Regions from separate parts of the Mus musculus genome. Here region 2 is linked to region 1. A link is a contact called in public Hi-C data. All regions are on one chromosome and are shown on one strand. The core of a region is the stretch at or near the end of the contact, and the rest is flanking DNA. Distances in the headings are between cores, read along the strand shown.

The links. Hi-C and Micro-C count contacts between places; a contact is called where the count stands out from the background.
Region 2: a Hi-C map of liver shows a contact between it and region 1, with 7 times the contacts expected there. The contact joins two enhancer-like sites. A contact is called at or near these places in 12 of 484 Hi-C or Micro-C datasets (adipose-derived mesenchymal stem cells, cerebellum, female germline stem cell-derived STRA8 germ cells and 5 more) and 3 of 115 datasets of contacts at active chromatin or transcription factors (effector CD8 T cells, microglia and pancreatic cancer cells).

Annotation. Positions count from the first base shown.
Region 1 is chr17:50,556,906-50,559,747 of GRCm38.p6, forward strand. All of the region lies in intron 1 of Plcl2 (phospholipase C-like 2), which reads left to right. Among named protein-coding and RNA genes, the nearest start is that of Plcl2, 49 kb to the left of the region's middle. Within about 2 kb of position 1,501, at least 11 of the 459 cell types and tissues checked have an H3K27ac peak or open chromatin away from gene starts, as enhancers often do. A contact at or near this core is called in liver, where this site is marked.
Region 2 is chr17:50,620,365-50,623,373 of GRCm38.p6, forward strand. The region is part of intron 3 of Plcl2 (phospholipase C-like 2); the gene reads left to right. Among named protein-coding and RNA genes, the nearest start is that of Plcl2, 110 kb to the left of the region's middle. Within about 2 kb of position 1,372, at least 3 of the 459 cell types and tissues checked have an H3K27ac peak or open chromatin away from gene starts, as enhancers often do. A contact at or near this core is called in liver, where this site is marked.

The DNA of each region.
Region 1 (2,842 bases), core at 251-2,750:
GTGTGATGGTCTCCATCTGCTGTGAAGAGAGGCTTCCTTGATTAGCTACACTTACATCTGAGAATTAGTAGGGTTCCACTTTAATTCCTAGAAATGATATTGACAGGTTAGATAGTAGACCTGCCATGTTGTTCTTTAAAGCGGCAAACTTAGCTTTCATGGTGACTGTTTCAAATTAGTGAAGCCAGGGGTTCACTAACCCTTTATACATAAACACTAATAACACAATTTGCAAGGGAAATGTTGCATGAGAACAGTTGAAATTACTTTCTTTTGGAAACTCTCCAGGTCTCCTTTACCATCTTGCTTCTCAGAAGTCAGTCATTTGCTGAATCTTCACCTTAGCTCTGTTCCTTCTGTTTATTCAGCCTTAAAGTGCTCTGGATTTAACAAAACCGGCCCATTGTTCACAATTACGCTCTCTAGAACAGAAAGATACCAAGGGTTGCTTTGCTCCTTTTTAGTAGCATCACTTTGGGGAATAGCCACCTTTCTTGAAAACCCCTCGATTCATTTCTCTGTGACATAGGATTATTTGTACCTCCGTCTAGGTGTTTCTGAGGGTGTTATCATGGGGTCATGTCCTCGCTCTGGATATTATATTATTGCTGTATAGGGTATTGATAACAAATTGTTTTAAAGGATAAAATGCAATGTATTTTAACTAGCAATCAAAATTTTACTCTAAGAAATGAAACCATTTATAATAAAACTTTTTAAGGTGAAGGAAAGACAGGCATGCCTGAAAAAAAAAAGCAATTGGAATTCTAACAGAACCCACGTGTGTAAGGGTTTCACATTTATATGTGTCTGTGTTCCATGTGTGTTCCTGCAAAGGCCAGAAGAGGGTGTCAAATCTGCTGGAACGAGAGTTGCAGATGGTTGTAAGCTGCCATGTATACGCTGACGGTTGAATCTGGCTTCGGGAGGAGCAGCCAATGTTCTTGACGGCTGAAACATTGTTCCAGCCCTTGAAAATGCTCTTTCATAGCTTTTATTTATGTTTTATGTGTATTAAAATCAAAGAATTTTGTATTTTTCTTTCGTAACGCAAATTAAGTTTAAGCAGAGACCTTGTAAAAGGGTAAAGTAGACTGTCACACACAGTCATCCGTCCTGCTCGCGCTCAGGCTGTCTCCTCAGTCAGAACCGAGCAAACCTTGCCAGAATGTTTGGAAAACATTTTATTGCACAATATGGTGTCAACTGTCACATTTCCCTTTAATTTTGCTTATCTTTTTTATAAAAGTTATGGTCAAATAAAGTTAGTTTTTTTTTCTAGTAATATTTTTCATGAGCCAATGTTCCTAATACATTGCACATGAAATAGTGGCAACAAAATGCAAAAATTAAACACAAACACATGTACAAACAAATGAAGACAGAAATGGAAATAGCCAAAAAAGTTGCTTGAAAGTCTGATCCAGTACTTTCTGTTAGTTAAAAAGGAGCACGTGTTTGCACTCTGTTCTAAATAAGCTGTCCTGTTACCTCATCTGGAACATCTTTGCCGGGTTTCTAGCTTCAGAAGCGTTGGAGCTTGAGGTGTGGGATTGAGGGTAAGGATCACAGTTGGCCTGGTGTAAAGTTTACAACCTTTTGCTAGAAGGATCTAGCTCCACAAGTTCCTGAAGAATGGTGACTTTTATTGAACTTCCAGACATCCCGTGTTCCAGAATGAATCAGTTTCTGGATTTTTTTGGACTTCTTTTAAAATTTGGGGAATTGGAGCTTCCTTTGCACCAAGACATGTGAGCATCCCAGGGACAAACAGGCAAGGACAGAATCCTGCCAATGTCAGTGTTTAAGACTACACACAAGAGAAGTACTCGGCAAGGCAGAGAGGAGGGAGGCAAGCAAGGGAAGAAGCAAGCTGTAGCTGAGCCTGGGCTTCAGGACTGAGGTTTGAATACCACCTGCCGTTCTCCAGCCAGTGTGCGTCTGCACACAGCGTCAGCTTAAGAAACTTAGCTGACATCTCTGACATATAGAATACCATGTTGGCATGCGGGTGCTCAGTAGCTACTGAGTGCTGTTCTGACTGACAGATAGCGTAAGGACTCAGAAATACTCTTGGCATTTAGGATGTTGATAGAGATAGTGGATGGCTTTGGCAAAAATCACATTTCAGTAGAATAGTTTGAAGAGAGAGAGTAGAGGCTCTGAGTTAAAAGTTGTTGCTCTAGAAGGTGGAGTTTGAATGCGGGCGGGGTTGAAGGAAAAAGACTGGAGAAGCTTGGGACTGGCAGGGTGCTGTGGTGAAGGGAAGGGCAGATGGAGGAGGTGAAGCTGAGCGAAGAGAGGATGGCTAGGAAAATGAACTTAGAAAAGCAGATATGTGGACTTGGCACTTAGGGGCCTGCTCTGTACTTGGGCTTCCTCAGAGAGTGTAAAAACTACTGGTGTTGATTCTTGAAAATCAAGGTTGAGTAGAACACACACCTTTCCATAAAGACCTGAAGGATAGGAAGAGAGAGGACATCTGAGTCCATCTCCTGTGAGGACAGTCAAGAGTCAGTGTGCCTTCACAAAGTCATCTAACAACCTTGGAGTCACTCCGGAATACAGACTCACTTCGCAGTCATTCTTAGCTCTGATTAAAAGTTTTTAAAGGAGTTTGTAGCTCAGCCTAGCGTGCATATAACCCTGGACTCCATCCCCAATTACCACACATAAACCAAATATGGCGGCATATACCTTTAAATCCCTGCACTTGGGAGGTCGAGGCAGGGGATTCAGAAGCTTATAAGTCTGCCTCAGCTACATGAAGGCCAGCCCCTGCTACATGAGACTCTGTCTCAATAAGTAAAGAAAAAAAAAAAAGCAGTACTTGAACACCTCC
Region 2 (3,009 bases), core at 122-2,621, 63 kb after region 1:
ATTATTGTAAAACAAGTATATTGTTTCTGTGGGTTTAAGGCGCCATTAAAGTTGTTTACCAAGTTATTTTCTCTATCAAGGATCCCTATAGGAAATTCTGTTTAAAAGAGGGACTCATACATCTTTATAAGTCTGTATTTCCATACATCACTATGGAGTGGTTATTTTTTGAAGCTATGGGGATGGATTTAGCTTCCTTGTATAGTTTATTCTGTGAACTATGGTCCACACTAGATTCTGACCACACCGAGAAGGGTACAGGAGAGAGAGCTGTGTCCATCCTCCTGTCATTTTTCTACTGCAATCTTTTATCGTCTTCTGCCATTGAGACAGATTCTGAGGACTTAATACTCGACCCAGGTGAAAGCAATAGCTGTCTTCTCTTTCTCTGGGGCAGTGAATGTTCCTAAGTTCTCAGTCTGGCTCGCTGACTGGCTTTAGAGTGAGTTGCTCCGCTGTTGGGCAGCTCTTTATCTCCCACCTTAACTCACTTCTCTTCCACTCATTCCGAGCACACTGGGTTTCTGCAGAGCTGTGGTTTTCCATGTCTTCTTTTCGTGCATACCCAAGATGCCCATCTGAATCCTAACAGTTTCCCTCTTTACGCTCTTAGCCTGTGAAGGAAGGTGGGAGGGTCCTCTAGCTGCCTCCAAAGTTTCTCTGACTTGACCACAGGAGATGGGAGACCACCTCTACTTCCTTCCTCTTTTATCTAGGAACTGGAAACCTCTTGCCCTGTCTTTATTAGGTAAAGGAAATTGATAAAACTAATTGATAAAACTCTGGGACTATCGCCAGCTTCTTTGTATAAGATAATTTGGAAGATGGTGTCTTCACAGATCCTGACTTTGAAGCTTATCTTTTTACTCAGTGAGTAAATGTCTAGGAAACAGAACTTTTGGTGCTTAGTTACCTAAGTTCTGTAGCTCATCCTTTGAATATGTGGAAAGCACCTACTGTGTTCCACACAGTGTGTATGCATGAGAAGCGACTTCTTCACACCGTTCCCTTTACCCCTCTGCAACCACCAGGCCACTGAGCCTTTTGGCCTTCCCCACCTTTTCCATCACTCTAATGACCTTCTTCCTGAAATATCACCTAGAAAAAGGTTGGGCATTCCAGATAGGAGTCAGCAGGAGTAGCAGGAAGTAGAACATTAGGTGACCTAGGCAAGCTAAAAAGCTTGTTTTATGATTGTTGAGGGGGAAAACAGAGCTGAGTTATTCTCTGTGTGTCTTGGTTGTTGTCAGATGAATGATACTTTTCTTCCAGCATCTTGGCAAAGTGGCATCTGTTTGTTATATCTGGATGAGTAATTTGTATAAAGTCAGATAGTTGCCAAGAGTAAAGGGGAAAGGTGATGGTGGTAATAACCCGAAGGACATTTGCCTCATGCGTAGATGCTGGTCATCTCATTTCTCCAGCACCAGAACACAGAACTGTGTATGGACGAAACCAACATATATTAGTAAGACACAGTCCTTTGTATGATTGTGCAGCATCTAGAATCTGCCTGTATTTGTTGTCATGATGACGTTGTCTCTGCAAACTGTTTTGTGGATGGTGTAAGTTCTGTGTCAGGGAATTCTTTTCAAAGAAGCAGAGATTGCATTCACCATTTGTCATATAGTAATTTGTATATTTTGTGCAGTTTGCAAGTTCCAAATAATTTCAGATTGACAAAACAATGGAAGTAGCCTGCTGGGAGCCCACATTTGATGTTACCATAGCATTCAGCCTGCTCCTGGGACTGCCTGGCTGCCCATGACCTTTGAGCCTACAAGGAGGTCATGTCCTTTTGATCTTCTGACCTATGTTTTTGGCTCCTAGGTGGCTGAGTCACCTTTAGCAGCAAAGGCCTTGATAGAAACCCTGGAGATTTCCCAGGTGGAGTGCACTGTCAAACAGAACGCACTTTCTGGGCTACTTAAGACTGCTAGTGGCCCTCATGGGCTAGTGGGAATCAGGCAGGATGCACTCTAGCCGGTTAATGGTGCTACTTTATGCAAACGATGTTTTATCAGTGCTATTGTCAAAGTGTGGCTTTCAGTTGGTATGAAATACACATGTCTTTATAAAAACACTTTTGCCAAAGATTTCATCACTTGGATGAATTGTTTCATATGTTATTGTGTCAAAATGTGTAAGTTTCATTGATGGTGTAATTTTACTTATTAAGAAGGTCATATTATTCCCTAACTTTAGAAATGCAGGACCCTGACATGAGGAACTAACCCAATCTGTTTTCAGCTATTTCTGTGACATGTAGCGGAGCATATGATACTCAGTGTAGAAATTCAGTAGCACTAGACTGCAATTATATAGAATTGTTAGTGTTAGGATAAGGAGATGGCTCAGTCATCAAAGTACTTGTTTGTACAAGCACGACCCCTGAGTTTGGATGCCCAGAACACACACACACACACACACACACACACACACACACACACACACACATATACATTTGCATATTTGAAGCCAGTTGTGATGGTGGTTGTACTTGCAATCCAGCACTGAGAGGAGACAGGTGAATCCCTAGGGCTAACTGGGCAGCCAGCCTCCTAATAGAGATTGTGTTTCAAACCAGTGAAAGGCAGTGTCTCACAAAACATGGTGGAAAGATCCTGAGAAATAACATTCAAGTTTAGCCACACACATGTATGTATATTCACACACACACACACACACACACACACACACACAATGTCTACATAACACACACTATTAATTGTAATGCATGGGTTTGAGTTTGTTTGTAAATACAACAGTGAGTTTGTCTCTATTTGTGGCATAAGGGTTTTTTTGTTGTTGTTGTTGAGAAAACACATTTTAGAGGACAGCAATCTAAGGAATGGAATAATTTACACCGAATCTACTCCATAAAAACGAGGCTTTTGAACTATCCAGTTTATATGGCAAATCATTATATTACAGAACTGTTTTTAAGTAAATGTAATTGTTGACACCTACTTGGGCCTGCACCACTTGGTCATGAACTCAGGCAAGTGT